Regions from separate parts of the Mus musculus genome. Here all the other regions are linked to region 4. A link is a contact called in public Hi-C, HiChIP or PLAC-seq and promoter capture Hi-C data. All regions are on one chromosome and are shown on one strand. The core of a region is the stretch at or near the end of the contact, and the rest is flanking DNA. Distances in the headings are between cores, read along the strand shown. Region 1 holds the start of Ccdc158 (coiled-coil domain containing 158). Region 2 has its middle 21 kb from the start of Areg. Region 3 has its middle 23 kb from the start of Gm19619. Region 4 holds the start of Cdkl2 (cyclin-dependent kinase-like 2 (CDC2-related kinase)).

Region 1 (7,067 bases), core at 70-2,569, 630 kb after region 4:
GTATTTTAAGTCAGGGTCTCTCTACATAGCCCTGGCTGGCCTGGAGCTCTCTATGGAGACCTCACAGAGATCTGCCTGCCTCTGCCTCCTGAGTGCTAGAATTCAAGGTGTGCACCACCACACCAGCTTTAGATTCTAGAGTTTTAAAGTGGATCACTCTAATACAGAAGAACAGAGTCACCCCCGAAACTAAAACAGCAAGCAAAGGCCTTGTAGATACATCAAATAAATCTTTAACAACTACATTTAGAGGGTAAACAGCCTCTAAATGTAGTTCACACTCAACTAAAATGAATAGATAACTGTATTAAAATTTAAAATATGGGACTGGAATGATGGCTAGGCCTTAGAGCACTTGCTGCCAGTGTCCAGGTCCCAGCACCTGCATGGCTGCTCAAAACCTTCTGTAAGTCCAGTTCCAGGGAATCCCACAACCCCTTCTAGCCACCACAGGCATCAGGCACCCACATGGTGCCCTTACACACAGGCAGGCAAAATACTAAATTAACATAAAATAAAAATACATCTTTAAAAAAATGAAAAACGTGGCACAGAGGTTGGCATTTCAGATCTCTGCCTCAACTTTCCCACTCCCATAGACCATAGGTATACACACATTAGCAGCCCTGTCTAACTCACCCTCTGGGAAGATTCAACACTCTGGACCTTTTTTTCTTATGTAGTTATCAGCCAAAACACACCGAGGAACAGCCCACACCACTTACTTGTTTTCTGCATTCCCGTGACCTTAAAGCCAACCTGACATTTAACAGGAGCAATGCCTAGGACCGCTCAATTGGGGACTTCTGCAAGTGTTGTGGGAAAGGAGGCTGTTGCTGAGGTGGAAAGTCTAGGACCTGAAGTGGATTATCAAGAGGCTACAGTCACACAGTCTCATGTGGGACGAAATACTGGTGACAGCCCGAGACTCCACTGTCTGTCCCCACAGTTTCCCATCTCTTCCAGAGATTCCCAGGAGCCAGGCCGGAACAAAAGTGAGCAGGGAGCAGTCCTGTTGGACTCAAAGAATTCTGCAAGTGACTCTGCAGTCACGAAGACCCAGGTTTCCCGCCACTGCCCCTGGAGAACAGGGACAGTGTACAAAGTGGAAAACAGCTGTACAAAGTGATTGGGCTGCTTCCACGTGTGACCATAAGGCCATGGAAAGTTCCAGAAGGAACAGGAGTCGATCCAGGTCCTCAAGGAGAACGACCCTTCCCTGTACCCCGAGGCGCACTCCGTCCGCATACCTGCTAACAACACCTAGCCCTAAGAGACCGGCCGCATGTCCGCGGGGGCCGCGGCCGCACCTGCGAGACCCTGTCGGCTCTCACTGCACCCGAGACCGCGACCCCGCGCAGCTACCTTACCACGGCACCCGACCGGCCACCTCGAGGCCTCGAGCTCCCTGCTTCTGCGGAGCGCAAGCCCGGTCTGACGGTTGGCGGCGAGGAACTTAGGGAGAAAGGGGGCGGGGTGTGAGGGAAGGGCGGGGCGTAAGGAGGGCGGGGCGTGAGAGAAGCCGGAAGGCTGAGGTACGAGAAAAGGCGGGGCGTGAGGAGGAGGGCTGGACCGGAGAGGGGAGAGGGGAGAGGGGAGGCTGAGGCAGAAGAAGAGGGGCGGGGCCTGAGAGAGCGCTGCCCGTGAGGGGGCGGGGCAGGCAGCCTGTAAGACCACGCCCCCGGACTGCTACGTGCTCCCCGCTCCCCTACCCCGTCGCCAAGGCAACCAGGGAGGCCCAACAAGCCACATTTCTTCGCTTACTACTGCCCTGCAACCCGGCTCCTTATCTAGCCTCACTCTCCTGTCGTCCTCACAAAGACCCCACAAAGATCCTCCCAGCTACCAAATGGCACAGATCCTCTCTGTTACCAGCGCTCAGAGAGAGGGGCAGGCTGACATCCTTATTCACATGTGCAGTCTACTCCCCCTAACCCACCCCACCCCTGCCTGTTCAAGCTAACAGAATAACTTGCATTTTGCAGCTCGCCTGTGCTTAGCCTGTGCTTTTAAGTTGCACTTCCGTCCGGACTGTTTTTTCAGGTTCAGAGTTCTTCGGATAACTGACCTTTCTGCCTTCGGAGAGCTGTTTCCTCTTCTGTGCTTCGGTTACTCTGTCGTTATAACGACTATACACTCAGACTCCAGCGTGCTGTTCAAATTAGCATCCCAAAGAAAGAGTTCCAAAGAGGCGGAAGATGAGAGATACAACCTGTAGCGTTTGTTATTGTTTTGAAGACAGAGACTCCCTACGTAGCCTAGGGTGGCCACAAACTTGGAATCCTTCTGCCTCTTAGACTATGCTCTTACAGAAGTGTATAGATCAACTTTTGCTTTGTGATGTTGGATTCTGTTAACTATCAAGGTTAAGTAGTACAACACATATACAGTGTATAAATTGACTATAAATATCAAACACTTTTATGTAATGCAGTTACAAATTGTAACCTTTTATGAAGTACCATTGAAGACTTTTGTCATACCGCTTACTGCCTTGGAAACAACTAGGACTATAGCGTCAAGTACATAAACAGGAAATTATAATCACTAAGCAGGACGATAAATGGCTAGCCTCTGTGACTAGACTGAAAACAAGTTCCAATTAGTTTCCTTTAAACCTTTTCATTTCTATCAAAACATAAGTGTGTTCTTTTGGCATAAAACATTTTAATTACCTAACACGTGACTCTTATTGCTGTCTCATTTTGTGTGTGTTTGTACCCTGAATAAAGTTTTTTCTTCTCTTGATCGGGCTATGTGACTTAGGAAGCCTCAGCCTAAATGTGGGTCCTAGCCCAGTTAGGAGGGGTGGAAGGGAAACCTTCCAAAGGTGAGTTTGTGGTTGTCCCTACCATCCTTTGTTACCATCAGAACCCAGTTTCTTTAGCCTTCCCATGTGGACTGAAGACCAGGGGCTCCCCACACCTCCTGTACCAGCCTAGGATTGCTAAGGCACCCAGCCTTATACACTAACTAGGTCCTGGGTTTTCAGCCTCTTCAGAGGGATACAGACCTTACTGTGAAAGGTGAAGTAGTAAAGCCTAAATATGCATTCACTCTGTTCCTCTAGAGAGCATTAACTATAGTAGGGGTGCAAGTGGAGCTCAGAGGTCAGTGTGGGGTATCTTCCTCGGAGAGAGCTTTCCCTCTGCCTTTTTACATAGGTTCTGGGACCAAACACAGGGAGTCAAGCTTGCTAGGTGAGTCCCTTTCCCAGCTGAGCCATACTGCGGGTTCCACCTTAGTTCCTGAGATAGGGTCTCTTACTGAGCCTGGAGCTCACAGTTGGCTAGACTGACCCACCAGCAAGACCCAGAGAGCCTCCTGTCTCTGTCTCCCCAAGCTTTTGAATATGTGGGTGCTGAGGACCCAAACTCCAGTCTTCATACTTGCAGGGCAAGAACTGTATAAAAACAACACCTCCTTGCCTTATAGAACAAAGAGCTTAAAGAGGAAGGAAGGGGTCCAGGATTCCTTAAGCAGCCATTCATTATTGCACAGACGTTGATAGGCACCAGGCTTAAGTGATGAGTGATGAATAATATATCATCTTGGTTTTTTGTTTCTTTGTTTTAAAATTTTTAAATGTGTTGTGTGTGGGTGTCATATATATATATATATAGTGTGTGTGTGTGTATGTCTTTGCACCAAGGAGGTGTTGTATTCCCTGGGACTGGAGTCACAGGCAGTTGTGATTCCAATCACATTTCATTACAAGAACAGCCAGTGCTCTTAAACCACTGAGTCATCTCTCCAGCCATGCTACTGAGCATTTTTCCCCTGTTGTTCTAGGAATCATACTCCAATCATAAATGCTATGCAAATGCTGCAAAATACACACCTACATATGGTATGTATGTGTATATATATGTATATATATGGTTGTTTTATATACATTTTAATGTAACACAGTTGCTTAGAACAGTATTTTAAATATGTATGCCACATATCCCATATATATCCCATACATATACATATATGTATATCATATATATATCACAACTCCAACAACACTATCATTTAAACGTATGTTAAAATATACATACAATGATTATTTAAACCTTTTGAAAATTACATTTATTTGTTTGTTTATTTGTGTAGAGCACATGTTGTGGTCAGAGGGCACCTTGCAGGCCTTGGCTCCTGCCTTCCACCATATGTGTCCCAGATATTAAAGCCAGTCGGTCAGATTTGGCTACAAGTACATTTACCCATTATGCTGTCTCACTGGCCCAGGGGCCCATTTTTGGCATTTTTATTATAAGTGGCATTAGCTCACACACTCTTTTGCTGGTTTTTTGTTTGTTTGTTTATTGTATTTGGTTTTTGTTTTGTTATAACCAGTCCTCTCTGAAACTTCGTTCTTCCCCAGCTGGAACTTGGTGCTTATTATATTCTAGTTTCTCCAACCCCAGCAATCATTGTTCTAGTTTCTGTGTCTATGGTCTTATCTGCTGTAGGCACTGCTCATATGTATAAGCAAATAGAGCTTTTTAAAAAAGGTTTATGTTATTTGTACGAGAGTTTTTCTTGCATGAACATATATGTACAACATTCGTGCCTGGTGCCCTTGGGGCCAGAAAATGGAGTTGTATCCCCTCAAACTAGATTACAGGTGGTTGTGAGCCACCATATAGGTGCTGGTAACTAAGCTTGGAAAGTGTGGAAAAGCAGTAAGTACTCTTACCTGGTGAGCCATCTCTCTGGCCCCCAGTGTCTGCTTGTATGTGTCCGGCTTACTTAGTATGTTTTGAAGGTTTATTTCTACAAATGTATTCCACTCCCTTTGCTTTGTTTTGTTCTGAGACACAGTCTTGTGTGGCCCAGGCTGACCTCAAACTCACTACATAGTCAAGGATGACCTTGAATCCTGATCTTCCTGCCTCCACCTTCCAAATGCTAGGGTTACATGGTGTGTACCACCATGCCCAGAGAATTTCATTCTGTTTATATATATATATATATATCACATGGTGTTATTTGCTCATGTGTTCCTGGAATTCTCGAAGTCCTTGTACAGTAAGTTTATGTTGCTAGTTTTCTTGCTTGCTTTTTGAGTCAAGGGTATCCCTACATAGCCCAGACTGGCCTGGAATGTCACATGTAGCCCAGCTGCCCTTGAATTGACAATACTCCTGTTTCTGTGGCTGAGCACTGGGGTGGCAGGTGTGCATCATGAGGCTCTGCTGACCTTTTAAGATCTAACATCATGGAGACAAAATTCCCTTTGAATAAACTGCCGCCACCTGCCTTATACCATCCATGAGTCGTGCCCGATGTACGCTGATAAAACCGCCATGGCAATTACAATCACCGTGGACCCCTTCGGAAAGATTTTGATTATCTGTGCTGTGATTATTGTGACACGGGCCTTATTGTAGCTTGAGGGGCAGGTGCTGTACATTGTCTGTTCCTTGTGTTCTCCTTGATTCTTGCTGAACCCCAGTTATGGGGAAGTATCCATCATAATGTTCTATGGTTCTGTACTTCAGGGAAAGTTCCAGCATGGAGATACTATTGGAATAAACTAACTTTCGTGCCTTCATGCTTTTCCCAAGAACCTGCTTTCGGGGGCAGTGTGTAAACCACTTCTGGCCTTTGCAGGCCAGGAGCTGCCGGCTACCTAAGGCTGTCTTAGGAAGACCCATGAAGAGGTGACTCTTTTTGTGTATAAAATATTGCCTAGAGAAATGGGCAAGCTTTAAAATAAGCTGGATTTTGTTTTAGATTGTTCAGAATCATTCTAAGACTATATAATTTATTCCAACCTGTACTTCAACATCTTGTCTGCAATGACTTGAATAAATTAGTGGCCCAGAAGGACCACTAGATGTCACCCTGGCTTCATTTTCAGAGACTTTCTTGAGCAGTTAAAAACAACCAAAATTCAATGCTTTGAAAATTAATTAGAATTCCAGCGTTTGGAAGGCAGAAGCAACTGGATTTTTGTGAGTCTGTGGCCAGCCTGGTCTACGGAGCTTTCTCCACGCCAGCTACAGCTATATAGTGAGATCTCGTCTCAACAAAACAAGCATTAATAAATATATAAAATAAAAATTGTATTAGAGATGTCAGCAAAAGTAGGAGCTGTAGCTTGAAGGCAGAGCTGTTGTCATCGAGAGCATGAAAGGCCCTTGTATCCCTGATGCATATATACCCATTGCAAAAAAAAAAAAATTAGTAAAACTAGAAAGATACTATGGCATTTGAAAGAGTTGAGTATGGGAATGCTAGATGGGGAGCAAGGTGTTGTGGCTATATTTCTCCTCTGTGGACACACGATGAGACTTGTAAGAAAGACCTTGCAGAATTTGTCAAATATATATATATACATACACACACACACACACACATACACATATATATATATATATATATATATATACACACACACAAACACACACACACACACACACACACACACACATATATATACACACACACACACACACACATACATACATACACACATACACACACACACACACTGGGCATGGTGGTACACACCTGTAACCCTAGCATTTGGAAGGTGGAGGCAGGAAGATCAGGATTCAAGGTCATCCTTGACTATGTAGTGAGTTTGAGGTCAGCCTGGGCCACACAAGACTGTGTCTCAGAACAAAACAAAGCAAAGGGAGTGGAATACATTTGTAGAAACAAACCTTCAAAACATACTAAGTAAGCCAGACACATACAAGCAGACACTGGGGGCCAGAGAGATGGCTCACCAGGTAAGAGTACTTACTGCTTTTCTAGAGGACCCAAACTCAGTTCCCAGCACCCACATGTGTAGTTGCCACCTGCTGGGGTGTGTCTATTATGAAAATGATTTATTTTTAAATTAGTAAAGTAGAGTCAAGTCTAAATATGAGGCAGAAGGATAGGGATGTAGCAGAAATCAGAAAAGAGACGGTGACACTTTTCTTCTGAGGCCTTTCTTCCAAATCAGGAAGAAGCTGGGTGGGGGGATCCTTGAAATACTCCCTCCAATTAGTTGTCTGTCCTCTGACCTCCACAGGCACACCATGGCTGCCAAGTCAAGTTACCTTCATACCAAAATGACAATG
Region 2 (6,436 bases), core at 2,640-5,139, 920 kb before region 4:
GCTCTTACCCTAAGACAGAGAGATGCTTTCCTAAAGAGAAGAGTGATATCATATCCTTTCCAAAACTGTTTATCTTATCCCTGGCCCATGATGCATCCAGCAAGTCTAATTTCCTTTGGATGAGAGAGATGCCATTAACTTTGTCATTGAATCAAATTAACTTTAAATGTACTACAGCATCTTTGGTAATGAGAATAGGTCACAGAAGAATGCTTCACAATAAAGAAAGTAAAGGAAAGATTTATTCCTACCTACCCACTGTCATACATAGTAAGGATTTTTACCAATACTGTTTGCCAAAAATAGGTATATCTGTAGAAGACAAGCCTTCTGGGTCACCTCAAATATCAAGTGTTCCTCTCTTAGTATACAGTAGTGAGGTTTATTTCTGGGGAAAATGATAGTTATTTTCTGATTTATCTACTTCTGTGAGGCCGCAAATTAATAAGAAGCTATATTTTTTATATATTGGTTTCAAAAATAAGAACACTGATAAATACAGGGAAGAAAACAAAATCATCCACAGACAAGCAAAGTTAACTCTAGGCATCACAAAGGTCACATTTTCCAAAGTGAGTTTCTGTGTCCTCATCTTGGTTGGGTAGGACCAGAGACTAGAGAGAGGAATGAGAGAAAAACAACTGGAGCCAGGGGCATCACAGTATTCTCAAGTGGGCGTTGAAGATGAACGTCATTTCCATATTCACGAAGAATGTCACAGCTGCCTCAGCAGAGAGTGAGACAGGAAGGTTGGTGTGTGAGAACAAAGGAAGATGTGTGAACAGAAGCCCTTTATCACTGCAGTGATTGTGGAATTTCCTTAAGTGCTCTGGAAACCATGTGACACAATGAACTAGAACTCAGTATACTAGCTGGTCTACCTACTTTCTTATGGAGAAATGTGTAGTAACTGTTCACTGGCTTCTGAAGGGATCTAGCTCATCTCCTTGCAGCACTACTTTCTTCACTCATTGTCCATGGTTATTAGTTCCATAAACGCATGCTCTTCAGGTGTTCTAGGAAACCACAATGTACAAAGCAGTAATTCCATGCTTGAAGCTTGGCATCTGCAGTTCTCATCACCTTGAATGTCAAGCCCCTTAAGCCCACAACATGCTATAAAGCTGTCTCCTCATCGTTTATCCAGCCCAGGTGTGATCTATGCTTTCCCCATCAGCACACACAGCATCATCACCTCGTCTGCAAGTCGGTTGATTCCTTTTTCAGTCTCACCACCGGTTGAACTTTTGTCTTTACTTTTTCATCCTCTATACAATGAGAACAAAGATCATGTTTGTCCATTCTACAGCTTATCTCCATCTGCGACAACGTTGCCTTGCCCATAGTAGGTACTTGGTTGACATTAGTTGCACTATTGTCTGAGTGAAGCAAACAGTGATTTAAGCTACAGTTGCTTGTAATTGTGCATTATACTGATAACATTATGTTATCTGAACCAGAAAACAAAGCTTATGTGTGCACCATTTAACCATCCAGTTGAGGACTGCCCCAGATGCAAGTAGAAAATGTGAGATGAGTAGGAGGGGTTTTTAGCTAAAGCTCAGAAGCTGAGTAAGGTCGGGGGAATGTCTGTGTTGACTGTTTACTCATTTCTGTTTTCCAGAGAAAACATTTTTACTTGCCTTTCCAGGAACCATTTTAATTCATTTGTGTGTGTGTGTGTGTGTGTGTGTGTGTGTGTGTGTGTGTGTGTGCTCGTGCAGGTGTGAATACATATATGTACGTATGTAGAGGCCTGAAGTCAATGTTGAGTGTCTTCCTTAGTTACCTTCAACCTTATTTTTGAGACATGCATGGTCTCTCACTAAACCTAGAACTTTGATTTAGCTAGGTTGACTGGCCGTCAAGCCTGAAGAGTCTTTATTTTGTTTCCAATACTAGGATTACAAGTATGTGCAGCTATGACCAGCTTTTTCTGAATGCTTAAACTCCTTATGTTTACATGAAAATCTCTTAATCATGCTATCTGATCCAAGGACCACTGTTGTTCTTTAAGATAAGAAAAACAGTGGTTATATGTGGTTGAATTGATAGACATCCCAGTTCAGAATACAGTGTATAAAAGGAACTTACCCTCAGTGGTATCCATCATGGATATAGTGTAATCACTGCTCCAAAAACTAACTCTGTTAAACACTCCTTGCCATCACTTACCCAGTGAGGACACGGAGAATGGGTATCAAGTGTGGAGCTGGGATGAGAAGCGAAGGCAGAGGTCATTAAATGAGTAGATAGTATAAACCTGCTCATTCCTAAGCTGAGCTTACAGAAAGACAATGAGCTAGGCAAGACAGCCTACTGTTCTTCCTGGGCCTGGATCTGTCCTTTAACCCAGTGTGCCTCATTGTGCTCTCTCAACAGCCCCGCTCTTTCTCCAGCTTCCCGAACTAGCTCCATGTCTCTTGGGATTGAGGGAATTTCCAGTGTCAGTAGGGCCCACGAGAAGACACTGTGGGTAAAGGCAATTGCCACCAAGGCTGGCAGCCTCAGTTGATTCCCAGAGCTCACATATTAGAAGGAGAAAACTGACTCCTGCAAGTTGCCCTCTGTCCCATACTACCACCCCCAAATAAGTAGTTAAGTGTATGAAAATACACAACCATTTAAGAAAATAATAATGTAGCCAGGCATGGTGGCACACACCTTTAATCCCAGCACTTGGAGGCAGAGGCAGAGGCAGGAGGATTTCTGAGTTCGAGTCCAGCCTGGTCTACAAAGTGAGTTCCAGGACAGCCAGGGCTATACAGAGAAACCCTGTCTCGAAAAAACAAAACAACGACAACAACAAAATAATGTGTTATCAGACACCCTAGGGGTAGACGGACATCAGCCTATGACTAGGGCTGGCCCTTCTCTGAACATTGCTTCTTTCTATCCCTCTGTGATATGGTGAATAGGAGTGTATGTAGTTCTAACATTTAGAGACCTCTCTATTCATCCTACTGAGAATCTGAGTCCATTTCAAATGTATTCCCATCTAGAGCCTTACTACTGGACTCCATTCTCAGTGTCAAAAGTTTTGACATAGATGACACACCCATTGTACCACTACTCTTAAAAAAATTATAAAATAGCTTTTGTCATCCCTGAAAGTTCTTCAGGCTTCTTTCCAGTCAGTTCCCCACTTTATTCAGCTTCCTCCGCTTCTGTCCTTTCACTTGGCCTGTTCTTCAGCTTCATATATTTGGAAAATGTTGTGTTTATAGTTTTCCTGGCCGTTTCACTTCATGTGAGAGTCTACCTGTCACGGGGTATACCATTCTTCTTTCTGAATACTAGTCAGTTATAGAACTCTATCACAATTTGCTTTCCTGTTTGGATGTTTAATGTATATTTGAGGGTCTTTCAGTTCAGAGTCATTGTGGCAAAGATGATGACACATAGACTGTATATGGTCTTCGGTAAATACACAATAGCAGAATATTTGTTCTTAAATAGAGATGTTCTTAACTTTAATAGAAACTGCCAAACAGTTTATACACAGAAATGAAGTAAGCATTTAAACTTTCTCACTTAATATCCTCCAAATCTTCAACATTTCAAAGATGCCATAGAAGTTACGGAATTCTATCCACAAAGACTGTGCAAATCTTGTAACCTCAGCAAACAGCCCACCTACAGTCTCAATGATGTTGTTTCTCATTTCCTGCACTCGTGCTTTGATAGCGTGATAAAAGTTCTGGTTTTAAAGGGCTTAATGTTCCAGCATGAGACCATTTGCTAGGATACATTGTGGTTTAAACACACACACACACACACACACACACACACACACACACACACACATAATACACAATGAGTCCCCAAGTCATCAAGAGCTGGTTGTAATAGACTAAGAATAGCAGGCAGCTCACTCCCCAGTCTTTGGTGCTAGTGCCATAGTGCTGACAACAGAGAGAGTAAACAGTCCACAGCATAGCCATGACTCAGACACAATACAAGGCATTTCTGAAGAAATCCAAGGCTGTCTCTTTCTTTGAATCCCACATAGTTCCTCCTCTGGAAGTCAGGTAAAGCTCTGTGATGCAAAATGAATTAAGAAACATGTAGGAGAAAACAATAAAGGCAATGCTTGAGGTGGAAATGACAATTGTTCAAGGGAAAGAACTGTTACATCTGATGGGAATCTACCTCGAGTGATGTTCTACCAGGTTACAATGGTTTGGACGGAAACTCCCGACTGAACTCACAGTGCCTGTTATTGCCTTTTGACTTTGACAATGCGTTAATTGTACAAGATTATGGCTTTTGTTACAACATTCAAACATGCATATGATATGGTTTAATCATGTTCACCACCCGTTGACCCTTTAAGGTTCCTCTCTGTTTTTTTGGCTCTCTGATCCTGCCCAGACCTGAACTCACAATGCTGTCTGGCTCCACCTGTGCTGTAGGCTGTATGAACTACAAATGATCAAAGTAGTTTAAGGAAGTTCATACCCATGAACTTTTTTTGTTTTGTTTTGTTTTGTTTTGTTTTTTTCAAGACAGGGTTTCTCTGTATATCCCTGGATGTCCTGGAACTCACTCTGTAGACCAGGCTGGCCTTGAACTCAGAAATCTGCCTGCCTCTGCCTCCTGAGTGCTGGGATTAAAGGTGTGCACCACCACACCCGGCTGAACTTTTTTTTTTTTATTTCCTATATCTATTACTGTTCTCTCTTTATATACACTTTGAATTTTCCCCCAAGATGAACTTTGAATATTTGAGAAGGTAGCAAGAATATGCTATTAAAAACAAATTGCAGTTGAAGGCTGGCCACATATCAATCCTTTCAGAAAAGCCAGATACACCCTAACTCCTACATTAACTTTTTACTTCTCAAAAGCAGATCCACATTAAATGACTGTTGTGTGACATTATTTCTGGGAGACATGAACAGGTCTATCCAACCCAGATAGGAAATTCATGACAGATCCAAGCACAGATACCACTAAAGTCCTATTGAGTGAACTAATGAGTTTATTGGAGTATGGATGAGGGGTTACTTACAGGATCAGAATGACTCAAATACAGCTGCATCACCAAAGCCCACCCCAGCATGGGTAACAACTCACAAAATCTGGAATCCTGGAGCTCATAGATAACTTGCAGGAACTTTAATAGGTTAGACAGTGTCTTTTCCAGCAGCTCAGTTGAGCTGAGCCTTTTCTAAGAAGTTTCGCTGATCTACCAACCTCTTCTAGGCAGTTTGGCTGCTCCAAAAAGAGCTCTTGGCAGTCCTTACTGCTTATTTAAGCGCAAATGTGTCTGGTCAGTTTCGGGGACTTCCTGAAGCTTTGGAGTTGTTTCTTTATTGATTGAAGGGGCCTTTCATTAGAACATCCTGAGTCTTAAGGAGCTTCCCAAGAGAATGGGATGTTTCATCTCCCTTTGTAACACAGTGGGTCTAAAGAGATTCTCTGTATCATCAAAAGTTTTATCTTAGAGAAAATTGCTACATACTATTCCACCCCTTCCTTCAGGTCTTAGATTCTGGCCTCTTAAGCAATGTTTCTGTGCTTTGAAAGGGGAGACAAAGAAATCTGGCTATTTTTTTTTTTAACTTTACTGGAAAACCAAACATTCACATATTTTTATGTCCATTTCCAGAACATAGCTGGTGGTGCATCATGGTGGAATTTTTCTCTGTTACAGAGAAAGAGAAGACAGAAAATGAGAAACAAGGATACCCAAGATATAAGATATAATTTGCTAAACACATGAAACTCAAGAAGAATGAAGACTGAAGTGTGGACACTATGCCCCTCCTTAGATTTGGGAACAAAACACCCATGGAAGGAGTTACAGAGCCAAAGTTTGGAGCTGAGATGAAAGGATGGATCATGTAGAGACTGCCATATCCAGGGATCCACCCCATAATCAGCATCCAAACGCTGACACCATTGCATACACTAGCAAGATTTTATTGAAAGGACCCAGATGTAGCTGTCTCTTGTGAGACTATGCCGGGGCCTAGCAAACACAGAAGTGGATGCTCACAGTCAGCTAATGGATGGATCATAGGGCTCCCAATGGAGGAGCTAGAGAAAGTAGCCAAGGAGCTAAAGGGATCTGCAACCCTATAGGTGGAACAACATTATGAACTAACCAGTACCCCGGAGCTCTTGACTCTAGCTGCATATGTATCAAAAGATGGCCTAGTCGGCCATCACTGGAAAGAGAGGCCCATTGGACACGCAAACTTTATATGCCCCAGTACAGGGGAACACCAGGGCCAAAAAGGGGGAGTGGGTGGGCAGGGGAGTGGGGGTGGGTGGGTATGGGGGACTTTTGGTATAGCATTGGAAATGTAAATGAGCTAAATACCTAATAAAAAATGGAAAAATAAAAAATAAAAAAAATATAAAAAAAAAAAAGAAAGAAAATGAGAAACAGAAAAGTCTCGACTGAGACACTGACAGTAGCAATAAC
Region 3 (7,031 bases), core at 3,926-6,425, 730 kb before region 4:
AAATCTGCAGCTATATTGAGTAAATTCCTGGGTTCACTTCTAGAAAAGCATTCAGTCATCAGTCCTGAGGACTGTGCCTCCCGTCATCAAATCCTCGCCCACAGCCAGAGTACCTGACATAGCCCAAGAGACGAGCTGATGCTTCCTGAATGAATGTCTGCACATTGCTGCCTTTCCATTAACAGAAGATGAAGCAATATAGATAAGTAGCCCTGCTCTCCTGACGGGTGAGATGCACCCGCTGACTCATGAGCATCCGTGACTCCTTGGTGGACACCAGATGCTGAGCTGTTCTCGGCAACGTTGTTTATTATGCTTTCATATTAGGAAGTTAAAACAGCAAAAGAATATTAATATAATAAGCCTTGGACATGAGAGTTAAGCCCACGCACAATTTAGTGCTTGTTAACAGCCTGTGACGAAGGCAGAAATCATCAAAAAAGGCAAGTCATTAGGTTGAGAGTGTAATTGTCAACAGAAATACTATCTCCTCATCTGCTGGGCATTAGTCAGCGGAGGGACCTCAGCAGTAACATTCATCTTCAGAGGTCATGCTAATGTTCTGGGGGAGGGCAGATCTCCAACTCAACCTCTCCTCCCCTCTGCTCCCCACACAACCTAACATCATTTTTACTAAAGAAATAACAGGCTTTGGGGAATTATACCCTGCCCTGCGGCCTATAAATGCCCAGCTACAACTTCTTGATTCTTTCCTTTCTCTCCTCCCCGGTCCCTGAGGAAGGTGAGTCTCTCTATCCCTGAGCCACATTTGGATGACACCCCCCCTCCCGCCCCCAGTTGTCTTCCTGTTCACACCCAGGCCTTCTGGTTCAAACAGGTTCACCTCCCAGCAATGCCCGGGCACTTGCCATCCTTACAGCTCCCTGGCCCCGCCCTCTTCCATGGTTCTTCCCTTTCTCAGACTTTCCAGAAGAGAAGTTAACTCTCTCCCCGCCCTCTTAGATCACCCCTCAGGTAGTGAGTGGCCCTCTGCCCTTGAACTTACCCATTCACTAAATGCTACAATGACTGACACTGTTGAAAGCTTGCAAGCCTGTTGGCCACTGAACTAGTCACTCCAGATCTCATTCTGGGTGTGACTCCGCTCAGCTACAGACCCTGCTTTCTCTCTGCATAGCCCCATTGGGCAGAGGTCCAACTCAACTCAACGTCGCTCTCTCACTCTGCTCGGAGACAATGACTGTTCTCATGTGTGTGTGTGTGTGTTTGTGTGTGTGTGTGTGTGTGTGTGTGTGTGTGTGTGTGTGTGTGTGTGTTTTAAATCTGTTTATGTCTGGAAAAACCCATGAGGAAATGTGATACTCAATAAAGATAATGATAAAGATATTTTAAAATGAGAGTTTGAAGAGAGGTACCCCATGGGTAGATAAAGTTTTTCCCAAAGTCATAGGTTACTAAAGGAGTTTACCAGTGTCTGGGTCCTTGTGAGTTGTTAGCCAGGGAGGCCATTGAGTTACACAAACAATACAATCAATTGCCATTGCTGTTAGATGATCATCAGAAGAGACACTAAGAACCTAATATTGAAGAGGCAAAATGCCTTGCTTGGTCAAGGGATATAGAAATATCAACCTCTATTTGTCTGGGAGCCTCCTTCTTGCTGGCTAGCTTAGATAGTTCCAGACGGTGCTATACTGGCTGCTGGGGAGAACAAATATCAACAGACTTAACTTTGCTGTGGACCCTGTTTGCAACCATACACATTGGCACAATAATGGGATCCCTGTTATAGTGAAAAGCCATCCACTTTCTTTTTTTTATTATTATGTATTTTCCTCAATTACATTTCCAATGCTATCCCAAAAGTCCCCCATACCCTCCCCGCCATCCACTTTGTAATTGGATTTGATTCCTGTTCCTCTAGAGGGAATGCACACATAGAACTATAAACCTAATTAAATGCTGATGAGGACACAGACACTACAGGGGAAGCTACAGCCTTACCTTTTGCTAGACGGACATGACATGTCTGTTAATCTGCCCTCTAAATAACTGTGCAGGCTCACAGGTGAGTACTGCTGTCAGCTTTTGTCAGAGAAACTTCTCTTTGTCGTGCTCAGTGATGATTGCAAAGATCCGTAAGTGGCCAAAGTACTGGGAATAAATGATTATTGGATGTCTAGACAAAAAAGGAGCAACTGTACAACCCCCAACAAGGCTCAGAGAATATTACAGAATGAGCTGAACGAATGAAAGAGCAGAGGGGTTTATGGAATTCTGACTTCTGCTCAGGACGTGACTTTTGCCCTACTTTTTAGAAGATTTATATTATTTTTAATTATGTGTATCAGGGTATATGGGTGTGAGTATGTGAATGCAGGTTCTTACAAAGGCCAGAAGAGTGCTTTGGACACTGGAGCTGGAGTTATAGGTGGATGCAACTCAGCCAACATGGGTGCAAAGAACCGAAGTTGGATTTTCTGTACGCTAGTGGCTGTTTTTTACTGCTGGAAACTGCTGGATCATCTCTCCAGGCCCATCTCAACTGCAATTGCCTGTGTAAGATCGGCCCAAGATGGAGCCTGTTAGCAGTTTGTCTTGGAAGAGGTAAGGGCTGACAGGGCCTCACCTGCTCCTGAGGATTCATCATGGTCAATGGTTGATACAGAGAAAAGAATATTTTCTTCAGTGGTGTAGTCACAGGAAGTTGTCTAGGTTCCTGAAAATCAAGCATCACCCATGCTCTGATAAACCATCCTAATAAAGCATGCAAAGAAGACAGGAAAGATGGGGGGCACCTGCTTGGGAAGAAGGAGGAGCGACAGACACAGTCAGGAATAAGAGAGAGAAGCTGGGACAGACTTGATCAAAATAAATTACATACATGTATAAATACATCATAATGAAACTCATTTTAACGCATCATTAATAGATACTAATGCAAACATTGACAGGGATTGGAAGATGGTTCAGGGGTGAGAGTGCTTGCTGCACGTGCATGAGGACCTATGTTCCCATCCCCAGTAGCCAGCCACGTCAAAACCCAGGCATGGCTATGTTCTGCTATAATCCCAGCACCTAGGGAGAGGAAGGCAGGAAGAGAGATGAAGCTTTGCAGAGAGAAATAGAGAGAATCCCATACCTTACCCTGTCCTCCACACGTGTGCAGGTGTGGGCTCTTGTGTTCCCACATGCACAAACACTCTAACTCCATACACATAGAAAAGCATTTCTAAAAGTCAATTTAGTCTTTTTTCCAATGTAGTTCAATTATTCACCCTTCTGCCTTCCTTTTAGGCATATTAGCTTAGTCCTGAGTCACCACTGTCTTACAGATATACATCAGCACTTGGGATAGAGGAAAAATGATGAGAAAGCAAGTCCTGGTGGGTACAGAGAAGTTCAGAGCATGGGCTTGCCTTGAACGTTATCTTTAAATTGTTTAAAAAGAACAAGAATTAGATGCATTTCCTAAAGGTTGTATATGACACAGTAGAAAGATAAATCCCTAATCCACAACTTCAAGTCCAGCGACTAATATTATTTAAGTATGTAACATATAAAAGCATTTATTTATTTCTGCAAAGGCTAAAGTATGAGTAATTAATTAATAAGTCTAAGAGAAGTGGTGGAGGATTTCTTACATGTTAGGAACGCCCCAGGAGTACAGGGAATAAACCAATCATGGGTCCTGTTCTCATGGGACAGATGACCCAATGCCTAATAACGGCCAGGAAGAAAGATAAGACAGTATATGAAGAACAAGGGGCTGGAGAGGAATGTGTTGGCGTTTGCTAGACAAGTTGGTTTTCTCATTTGGAGTCTGAGTGTCCCCCCAAAGTCCCATGAGTTAAAGATTTGATTCCCAGGCCATGGGTGCGTTAAGAGAAAACAGTTAAAACAGGACTAGGTAGAGCTGTCCTCTGTCTCTTGCTCCAGTTGATCACCTCAGATTTTGCTGTGGCAGCTGTTTCCTGAGAAAGGAGCTTACTCGGGAAAGATAGCATCTGCTGGTCTCAGACTCACTGTGTAACTTAAGCCAGCAATCTTCCTGCCTCATCCTCTCCAGTAGCAGATGCAGGCACATGTGACCATGTCTAATTTATGCAAAATTCTGAACACATAATTTATGCAAAATTCTGAACACAAAATTCTTCTCATTTCCCTGTTGCGAGCTGGTTCTAACATCTATGCTTTGGCTTATCCCAGGAGAGCCAGCAGGGACACGAGAGAAGCTGAGAGGAGGAAGAAGGTTCCCACCTGTCTAGAGGCTCCAGACTCTAGGTCTGGTTAGAAGCTTGCTCACTGTTTTGGGAATCTGATTCTTCCAAAGCCCCAAGTCTTCCCCCTGGTGTAGGCAAAGGCTCCTGCAAGTGGACTCAGCTCTTGTCTCTGCCTCTTTGGCTTGCAGAATCTCCCATTCTTCTGAGTGACTGACTGGTAGAAGGGAGCCTGTTTCTGCCTATAGTCAGCCTCTTTCCACTCTCCAGGCATGGGCTACACAGCATCTGATTCACTCAGCCGAGGACCCCATCTCATAGATCTCTCAGTGGGCCTGACCTCCGTTTCTAGAGCAAGGTCGGAATGATAGACACTATTGTCTCCCCCAACCTCTAAGGGAAGGAAGATGAGACCTCAGAGAAAGTCCATTAGATTAGCCCTTCAAAGAATTCTGCTGGGCAATAACACATTCACACCTCACCTGCACCCTGCTCCCATCTATGACTTTAACAGTGAAACGGAATGGATCTTAATGCACCACCATTTTGCTCCCAATCTATGCCTCCAAATGGGAGGTCATCCTGGCATTCAATTGCAAATTTGGTACCAATTTGTATAGGTGCTTTGAGCATACCTGTAATTTAGCAGAAGTGGAGCATCTCCACGATGAGGAAGAGGTCTCCTCTCAGAATCTCTAGAGGCTGGATAGTCCCATCCTCCCGTTTGTCATTCATGATCTGTTTCTCTTTCCTTGATGCAGTCAGCTGCTATCAGTTTCTATCAACTGATTTACAGCCTTTAAGAAAAAAACAAAAAACAAAAGCAAAGCAACAACTAACCACAGGTGCATCCTAGAGAAAGCATCTGGGTTAAAGAATATTTCCACATTAGACAATTTACCTCCCGGTTGGTTCACCTGATGCCACTGTCCCTGTAATTAGCTGGGATCATTGCACCCTCTTGTGGTGATTTCTAAGTGCTGCAGAACAGGATCCCATGAACTTCCACAATTCACTCTTCAGATTGCTGATTCATTGTGGTTTTGAATGGCATTAACTCTTAGCTACCCTGTGATCCAAGGAATTTCAGCCAACACTTTGCCTGAAACTAATCTGAAAATCCCATGTCAATAGCAAAAATTCTAGATTTTTACTATTTCTTGCTGCTGGCAGATTAACACAATAAGTAATTCTTTCTCAAAACTAATTATCTCACCTGTTTTTAATGAAACCCTTGCTTTTAGATAATTATAAGCTAAGCTGCACCCATAGAAAATGACACAGAGATTCTGTGTGCTCTTTTCCCATAGCTGCAAAAGAAAACATTTTGCAAAGCTTCAGTACCACATTAAACCCAAGACAATGATGAAGGATGAAGATGCAGGAAGCTCATACCATTGAGACCTCATCATAGCCTCCACCTTTCCCCTCTGCATGCACCTCATAGCCTCCTGCTTCTGCCTAATTTTTTCTCACCTGGCAATCATTTATCTTCTCTACTTGTCTCTAATTTTGTTATTTCAAGAATGTTATCGTAAAATGGAACTGTGTGCAATCTTCTGAGATTGGCTTTCGTCCAAGCTGTTGTGTGTAACAGTTCATTGCTTCTCATCACTGAGTGGTGTCCCACGATGTGGGTGTACTGGCATTTATTTTACCACGTTCTTGGTGACGGACATCTGGATTGTCTCAAAGCTGTTGGAAACACTGGTGCGTAGGGTGTTAGAGGGACATATGTTTTTAAGAGGACATGTCCATGAAAGCAATTGCTGTTTGTCACAGCAGGTGCATATTTAGCTTCCAGAGCAGCTATTGACGTTGTATTACCTCTCCACTAGTATGCCTATGCTTTCTTCCTTGCCCCTGGTGCTGATAAGGAAAGGGTAGAGATGGTACTACCACCCCCTCAGCCAAAGAAGGCATGGAAAAGATCAGCCATAGTGCTATCTCAGTAGAAATCAGGAGAGCAGTGATGTTGGATGCTGATGCTGTAACGGCTGCACTTACAAAGAAGTCTAGACCTGTGACCCGGAAAAAACTACTCAAGGTGCTATAACTTCTGCCCATGGGGACAAATCAGCAGCATCACTTCTGATGCAGTGACTTAGGTTGGAAGAAAGGACATCACCATAGCACCAGCCTTGATCTTTCCAGTTGTAAAGGTTTTAGACAATGCTGTAGCCATTACAATGGGAGAACAATAAATATTGAATAGAGGTGGGGAAGTAACAAAGTAACAAAAAGTGATGTTACCGTTGCAAAGACAATAGATATAAAGGATACATATTTGCACTAAACAAATGAGGAGAGGGCATCTTAACCCTGCACTTTGTTAGCAGCAATCCAAAATGATGCAGGCACAGTGAATGTCTCAAAGCCATAGAAATAGAATTGGCATGAAAAGACAAATCTCAATTCTGTGAGTATTTATTTATATAGGGAGGCACGGACTGATGTGTGTTCTCCCATACATTCTCAGAATGTCACCAGAAGGCAGAAGCTACCCTACCGTCCACCAACACAGGAACAGATGAACTGAATGTGAGATATGGATATGGTAGAACATTACTAAATCTTTAGAAGAGAATTTGACAACCTGGACAGATCTGGGGGGCTCTGTGTTATGTGAAGCAAGGAAATCGCCAATTGGTACTTAGAATTCCACTCATGTGAACAGAGCAGTCAGCTTCACAGAGAGCAGAGTGGTGGTGGCCAGGATCTTGGGTAGGGAGCGAGGGGAATCACTGTGTAATGGACTCAGAGTACTATTTTTGCTGGATGGAAAGAGCTAGTGGAGTAGAGTGCTGGATCATAGAGAGATAAGAAGCTAGCAGCATTTAACATCATTGA
Region 4 (7,098 bases), core at 2,333-4,832:
TAAGAGCGCTGAGGTCTTCCGTTCCCTCCAATCTCCTAGGTAACTCACTCTTGTGAGACTGTTTCCCTTGTCACAGCAATCACTGCATTCACAGTGATCAATGATGACACAATTTCTTACCATTCCCACATGCTTTCAAAATGTGTATACAATTTAAAAATAGACAATGCACTAGGTGGTGGTAGTGCACACCTTTAATCCCAGCACTAGGGAGGCAGAGAGGCAGAGACAGAGGAGGCAGAGGAGGCAGAGGAGGCAGAGGAGACAGAGGCAGAGGCAGAGGCAGAGGCAGAGGCAGGAAGATCTCTGTGAGTTCCAGGCCAGTCTGGTCTATGGAGCTAGTTCCAAGACAGCCAGAGCTACACAGAGAAAACCTATCTCAAAAAAACAAACCAAACAAACAAAAAAGCATTTGTACTGCTCTTCCAAAGGACCTGGGTTTGCTTCCCAGCACCCCCATAGTGGACCACAGTCATCTGTCAGGGGACCCAACATCCACTTCTGGGCACATGCATCAGGCACGTGCATGTATATGGTACACACAGATATATGTACAGGATACACTCATACAAATGAAGTAAAAATTAAGCAAATCTGCCGGGCATGATGGCACATCCTAGCATCCAGGAGGCAGAGGCAGGCATATTTCTGTAAGCTTGAGGCCAGCCTGCTCTACATAGTGAGTTCCGGGACAGCTGCAGCTATGTAGAGAGAACCTGTCATGAACACAAGACAAAACTAACTAAATAAATAAGCCTTAGAAAAAGTTTATACTGGATTCAAAATATCCAAGTTGGAAGTCTTTATGCACTTTCAACTTAATTGTAAAAAATTATTACAGCATAACCACTGAATTAATACTGAACTTTTGGTAAATTTTCTCATCATACTAATTATTATTTTAAACTTGAGTCACTTAAATTTTATAGATATACAGGATTCTTTCACATCTGGATATAAAGTGTTTTCTGAATAAAGTCTATCATAAATGGAATCTTATTTTATCAATAATTGACAAAAATCCAGCAACCAGTTTTTTATATTATATATTTTAATAAAGAAAAAAATCATTATTTGGGGCTGGGAATGTGACTAGTGGTAGAGTATATGCTTAGCACGGGTATGAAGTCCCTGGGTTTGAATCCTAGACACACACACACACACACACCCATACACACACACAACCATACACACACACACCCATACACACACATACACTATACACACACACATTTGTCCATCATGCCCAGCATAAATTAATTTTTTTAAATCTGACTTTTGAATTTAAATTCCAGCAGCCATGAATAAAAAAATATTGCTCTAGATCCTGATTTGGTTTCAACATGGGCTGGGGAAGACTTAAACTTTAGGTATATTTATATTTTAAAATATAAATATTAGGTGATTATACTCAAATGACGACTCACAGTTGAATTTTTAAGAGCCTGACCATACCAAAAAAACAAAAACAAAAACAAAACAAAAAAACCTTATCACAACCTCTTGGAAGGAAAACACTTCTTTCCACTTAATATTAATCGCATATGATATATAGAGCTAACTTACCCAGACAAGAAAAAGTGGTGATGTTTTAGTGGCTTCTAGTATATTCATAGAAAAGGGGGAAAACCAACCAACCAAACAAACAAAAAACATTGACTTTTTATTCTAAAAAATTATGATAATCCAAAGTATATATTACATTTTCAACACTTGTCACCTAAGTGTGTGTGTGTGTGTGTGAGAATCCAAAGTATATATTACATTTTCAACACTTGACACCTAAGTGTGTGTGTGTGTGTGTGTGTGTGTGTGTGTGTGTGTCTGTGTCTGTGTTAACCCAGGGCCTCCAATAAGCTAAGCAGGTGTTCTTTCTACCACTGAAGTACACCATCCAGCAGCCATTATTTGCACAGTGTAAATGGAGATCAACACAGAAAAGAGAAGATGGAGAGAATGAAAAGAATCCTAATTAAAATCAAATTCAAAACTCTTCACTATCTTATTACCACTTTGGGTATTAGATTCTACTTAAAACTATTTACAGTGTCATAGGCACTGACTTCCCATATAGTTCACATTTTAACTTCTTTTTACCTTTAATTACTTTTATAATAAAAAATTTACATTTGGAAAAACCTTCAGTGTGATTCTAACTGGCATAGTTTTTAACCTTCCCTTAAGTATATATTGTAAAGGAGTAAGCTTTAGGCTAGTGAAAATAATACAAATAGCTGGAATCTATAGCCTAGATCGTTTTTAAACATATTGTAATTGGCATCCTAGATATTTAAAGATGCAAAATGAACCAAATAAAAATGACCTTAATCATGTCTAAAAGGTTCTGAAACATATTATAACCTAGTATTATACAAGTGAACTAATCCAAATTTATTTTCCCAACCATGTAGACACACTACATAGAGCACACCTACTTGTTCAAGTGGGACTGTCTAAAATACCTTAAGAATATCATGGCCTAAAATATGCCTTGTTTCCTCAGTAACTTATAACCCATCAGTTTCTTGCCTTCTCACTCTTAAATCTATGGGTAGCACGTGGCATACAAAAAAGAAGTCTGGTGCGATGGCACTATAATAATTTAGGATATGTGCCATACAAGCATACTGTTCAAATACTACCAATGTTCTTTGGTTAAAATCAAACTGAAATTTCTTATACATAAAAGAACGAAATAACTGGGTTTTTACAAAGTATTATACTTACTATTTCTTCCAAACCCTTCACATGGAAAGAGCCAAAGGTTTTCAACTTGGAAACAAATTTAAGGTGATATGCATCTCGCTAGCAGATCTAAAAAGATGCTGACTAGCTAGCACACTAGCAATCCCAGTATTGGGATTTCCTCTGCGGACGCAATTACCGGTCCTAGGTGAAGCAGGCAGGGAGGCAGATTGGCTTCTGCCCTCCGCAAGCTCACACTTCCGAGGACTACGGGCCGCATGCTGCCGTCGTCAAGGCAACGACCTCACTCGGTCCCCAGCCATAGGCAGTCTCCAGAGAGAGAGAAAGGGCCCGAGTCAGAATGCGTCTGCGACAGGCAAAGACACAAGCACCTGTCAAGGACAACAGCTGCAGAGAAACGAACTGAGGAAAACAGAGCACCGCCGGCCGAAAGCCCTCGGGTCGCTCAGCTCAGGGAAGCAGCACCTCGCCAAGTAGCCCTAGGCGAAGGCGTTGGCCACCCTAGCTGCAAGGGGCGGCTCTCACCCGCCTGGTCCCGCCCCGCCTACGGCGGAGCCTCCCTGATCCTGATTGGCTGAGGCCTGTCGTCAGGCGTTGTGATTGGCTCTGTGCCACCCCGCCCCGCCCCTTCACCTGGAGCTCGCAGGTTCGCTCAGCTGACGGCCTCGTCCCCACACCTACGGTCTTAAGTTTGTAGGGACCTTTCTGCCGGCGCCAGGAGACCTCTGCTCTCAGGGGACCGCAGGTTGCCCCAGTGGCCACGAGGAGAGCCAAGGTGACGGTTCGCTGGGACTGAGGAGACCATGAGATTTCCCAGCTTGCCCGCCCGCGGCGCGGCGGGGCGCTGCGGGGCGCGGGCCCCACCCGGGGAGGTTCCGCCCAGCCGCGATTCCTCGCTTCCTTTCGGTTCCGGGCGGTGGACCGGAAGAGCCTAGTAGTTTATTTAGCCGAAATTGGTGGGATGAGATCTGTTGACAGACCTGACAGGAAAAAGGACCCTGGGACGCCAGCCTGGTAGGGAAAGATTTGGGGTGGAGCCCAGAGAGGACCAGAAAGCAAGAAAGGTAGGTGCTGACTGCAAGCGGCGCAAGCTGGAGCTTAAAGCTTGCCTTCAGCTTGAAGACTAGATTAGCCACGACAGGGCAAGATCGGAAGACCATTACCAAGCATATGCTGACGTCGTACGAGAAGCCGGGAAATGCTTTATCCCTCCTTATTAAGGGACTGAGATTGTAAGGCCAAATAGTTTTACTTGTATTCACCTATAGCCACACAATTTGTACTCAACTAAATATGTTTTTTTTTTTAATAGCTCGATCCAGGAAAGTATCCTTGATAACAGACACGTATATGCCTAGCCAGCACCCAGGGGTTATTCTTGCATAGTAAGGTGTAAGAGCAATTGTTTTATAATTTTTCTTAGTTCGGTACTGCATTAATCTCCCGGTGCTCAGTTACCATCATTCACCAAACTGCTTAAAATCGAGTTCCCGAACCTACAATTTTGAGAACCACCTCTGGAAACAGGGTATGGGTTTTTGGTTTTTTTGTTTTGTTTTGTTTTGTTTTGTTTTTTTGGGGGGGGGTTGTTTTTGGATAACCCAAGATGTGAGTTATAATGTAGCAATGAGCTGTGACCAACTTGAAGATAATTCCCATCGCTTTACTCTAGATTGTAACAAACCCCATGAGGTTTAAATAGAAAAATATTTATGAGTGTTCTGCCTGCTTGTATGTCTGTGCACTGTGAGCGTGCTTGGTGCCCACAGAGGTAAAAGAGGGCGTCAAGACCCCCTGGAACTGGAGTTACAGTTGGTTTCTGATTGCCGTGGGTCCTCAGGAAGAGTGACAGGTGTGCTTGGCCACTGAGCCATCTCTCTAGACATTCATGTGAACTTTTATGTACAAACAGGTTTATTAGGGTGGGAACCTCATATTTTACTTTTTTCCAGTTTTACAAAAAATAAACAGTTGAGTAGCAAAATTAGTGGTATACATGGGAACTGAAAGGACAAAGGCTATAAAAATGGTGAACAGGTGTTGCTTGAGAAAATATTTAAAAGTTGGAAATAACTGTAAAGGAACTAGAGGGTAGTCAAGAAGTACAAGTTCCTTTGGGAAATAGGGTAGTTCAGTGATGGCATGCTTGCTTGGACTGCACAAAGCCCTGGGCCCCACATCCAACAATTTATACACTAAGGCATGATGGTTGTGGCACAGCCCTCTAATCTCAGCCCTCGGAGGTAGGGAGCAGGAGTGCCGCAAAGTCAGGTCTCTCTCAGCTACTGACCAAGCTCAAGACCTAGCCTCTGTGAGGCACCATGAAGAAGGGAAGGGGGAGGAAGATTATTCTGTCTGTCATCCGATTACTGAAGAGGAAGGAGATAGATGTTATGTAGAACAACTAGGATTGCTGTTTTCTTCTTGAACCATAAAATAACTGGCAGAGAAAAATGGTAGGGAAGGAGGCAGCATCAGTAATTCCTGAAATACTAAGTGTAAGGGTTTATTAGTCCAGAAGAATTCAAGGAGAGAAAACATGCACATTACCTAGCCTAAATCTTTAGTAAATTTCATTTTTCTATTAAACCATACTGGTCAGCCTGGCACGTAGTGAAAACTTTAGTCCCCAGCAAGCATATGTCTTGAGTTCAAGGCCAGCCTAGACTATACTGCAGGTTCCAAGCCAGCCAGAGCTATATATTGAGACCCTGCCCCAAACAAAACAACAAACATACTGGTCAGATTGAGGCTCAAGAAAATAGTAAGTTTAAACTCCTAAAGGTAGGTAGTTATGACAAGTTTCAATTCAATAGGAACAGAATAAAACGTTTAGTGTGCCAACTGAATCTGTGCACCATGAATCTACAGTGGAAATGGACCTTGTTTCATACAGGATGCCAAGTTCCAGGGCAAGAATGGAGAAAATGAGGAATATAATACCTGGTGATTAAACACAGGAGGTAAGGAATCAAGAATGGTGGAAAGGCCAGGCATGGTGGCGCACGCCTTTAATCCCAGCACTCGGGAGGCAGAGGCAGGCGGATTTCTGAGTTCGAGGCCAGCCTGGTCTACAAAGTGAGTTCCAGGACAGCCAGGGCTACACAGAGAAACCCTGTCTCGAAAAACCAAAAAAAAAAAAAAAAAAAAAAAGAATGCTGGAAAAGCTGGTACCCAGCTAAACAAATAAGATGAGTTATAATGGCTCTTAAAATTAGAAATCACCAGAATAAGTGAAAAATGTTCTAAGGAAAACACTGGAAATGCCTGAGGTAGAGCCCAGCCCTCCAGACACAACAACAAAGCAAAGCATAAATAGGCTAAGAAATACAACTACTATTCCACTTCTCCATCCCCACCCAAGAACAGTGACAGCTTCTATTCAGATGCTGGGAGCTATGCTATTGGCAGCAGCCAAGTGGAAACCCAAGTGTCCATCAGCAGGGTTTAGCTCTAGCATTTTCATTCAGTAGAACACTGGTTCTCAACCTGTAGACTATGACCCCTTTGGGAGTCACATATCAGATCTCCTGCATATCAGATATTATGATCATAAAGTAGCAAAATTAGTTATGAAGTAGCAACAGAATACTTGTATGGTTGGGAATCACAATATGAGGAACTATTAAAGGGTAGCAGTGCTAGAAAAGTTGAGAACTGCCGGGCGGTGGTGGCGCACGCCTTTAATCCCAGCACTTGGGAGGCAGAGGCAGGCGGATTTCTGAGTTCGAGGTCAGCCTGGTCTACAAAGTGAGTTCCAGAACAGCCAGGGCTACACAGAGAAACCCTGTCTCGAAAAACCAAAAAAAAAAAAAAAAAAAAGAAAAAGAAAGAAAAGAAAAGTTGAGAACCGCTGGATTAGAGGTGCTCTGGATCAGGAAATGACCACTAATGTGTATAGGGTTTCTTTTGGGAGGTAAGGAAGATATTCTGGAATTAGATAGTAGTGATGTTTATATAACCTTGTAAAATCTACTAGTACTGAATTGCACACTGTTAACAAGGTTAACAGCAGGTAAAGTTGCCTGCAAACAAGCCTAAAAACTTAAGACTGATGGCTGGGATCCATAGTGTGGAAGGAGAGAAGCCAAAAGCCATCTTCTGATGTGACACTCATGCACAAGCGCACCTCCCCCCACACACAAACATTCTTAAAGTTACTGTAAGGTATGTAAACTCTCTCGATTTTAAAAAAATCTATGGAAAACACCCATCTCCCCAGAAATCCTTTTTTCAATGAATTTGTAAATCTTAAGCTTACAGTAGATCGATTCTTTTCCTCACACTGACAGTCATCTCTATTAAACTATTTCATGACCATTATCACTTTACATCTAGTCATCCAAAGATCAGTATCTACCAGTGAATTCTTGCCTCCCTACACTTACCCCC

Evidence for each region. Promoter capture Hi-C pulls out the DNA fragments that hold promoters and counts their contacts. A called contact is a pair of places that touch in the nucleus more often than the background predicts. HiChIP or PLAC-seq counts read pairs in DNA pulled down with a chosen protein or histone mark.
Region 1: a Hi-C map of pre-B cells shows a contact between it and region 4, with 4 times the contacts expected there. The contact joins the promoter of Ccdc158 here to the promoter of Cdkl2 in region 4. A contact is called at or near these places in 1 of 484 Hi-C or Micro-C datasets (pre-B cells) and 1 of 9 other capture datasets (adipose tissue).
Region 2: a FOXA1 HiChIP or PLAC-seq map of pancreatic cancer cells shows a contact between it and region 4. The contact joins the enhancer-like site here to the promoter of Cdkl2 in region 4. A contact is called at or near these places in 7 of 39 promoter capture datasets (the 3T3-L1 cell line, 3T3-L1-derived adipocytes, hippocampal neurons and 3 more) and 1 of 115 datasets of contacts at active chromatin or transcription factors (pancreatic cancer cells).
Region 3: a contact with region 4 is called in a promoter capture Hi-C map of hippocampal neurons, with 2.6 times the contacts expected there. The contact joins the enhancer-like site here to the promoter of Cdkl2 in region 4. A contact is called at or near these places in 4 of 39 promoter capture datasets (the 3T3-L1 cell line, hippocampal neurons and liver) and 2 of 115 datasets of contacts at active chromatin or transcription factors (astrocytes and pro-B cells).

Annotation. Positions count from the first base shown.
Region 1 is chr5:92,673,808-92,680,874 of GRCm38.p6, forward strand. It overlaps Ccdc158 (coiled-coil domain containing 158), which reads right to left and starts at 1,320. Exons shown (of 25, transcript NM_001360018.1): 1 at 1,251-1,320.
Region 2 is chr5:91,114,927-91,121,362 of GRCm38.p6, forward strand. No RefSeq gene overlaps it. Among named protein-coding and RNA genes, the nearest start is that of Areg, 21 kb to the right of the region's middle. Within about 2 kb of position 3,890, at least 11 of the 459 cell types and tissues checked have an H3K27ac peak or open chromatin away from gene starts, as enhancers often do. A contact at or near this core is called in pancreatic cancer cells, where this site is marked.
Region 3 is chr5:91,302,941-91,309,971 of GRCm38.p6, forward strand. No RefSeq gene overlaps it. Among named protein-coding and RNA genes, the nearest start is that of Gm19619, 23 kb to the left of the region's middle. Within about 2 kb of position 5,176, at least 16 of the 459 cell types and tissues checked have an H3K27ac peak or open chromatin away from gene starts, as enhancers often do. A contact at or near this core is called in hippocampal neurons, where this site is marked.
Region 4 is chr5:92,039,460-92,046,557 of GRCm38.p6, forward strand. Cdkl2 (cyclin-dependent kinase-like 2 (CDC2-related kinase)) reads right to left here and starts at 3,583. Exons shown (of 14, transcript NM_016912.2): 1 at 3,340-3,583.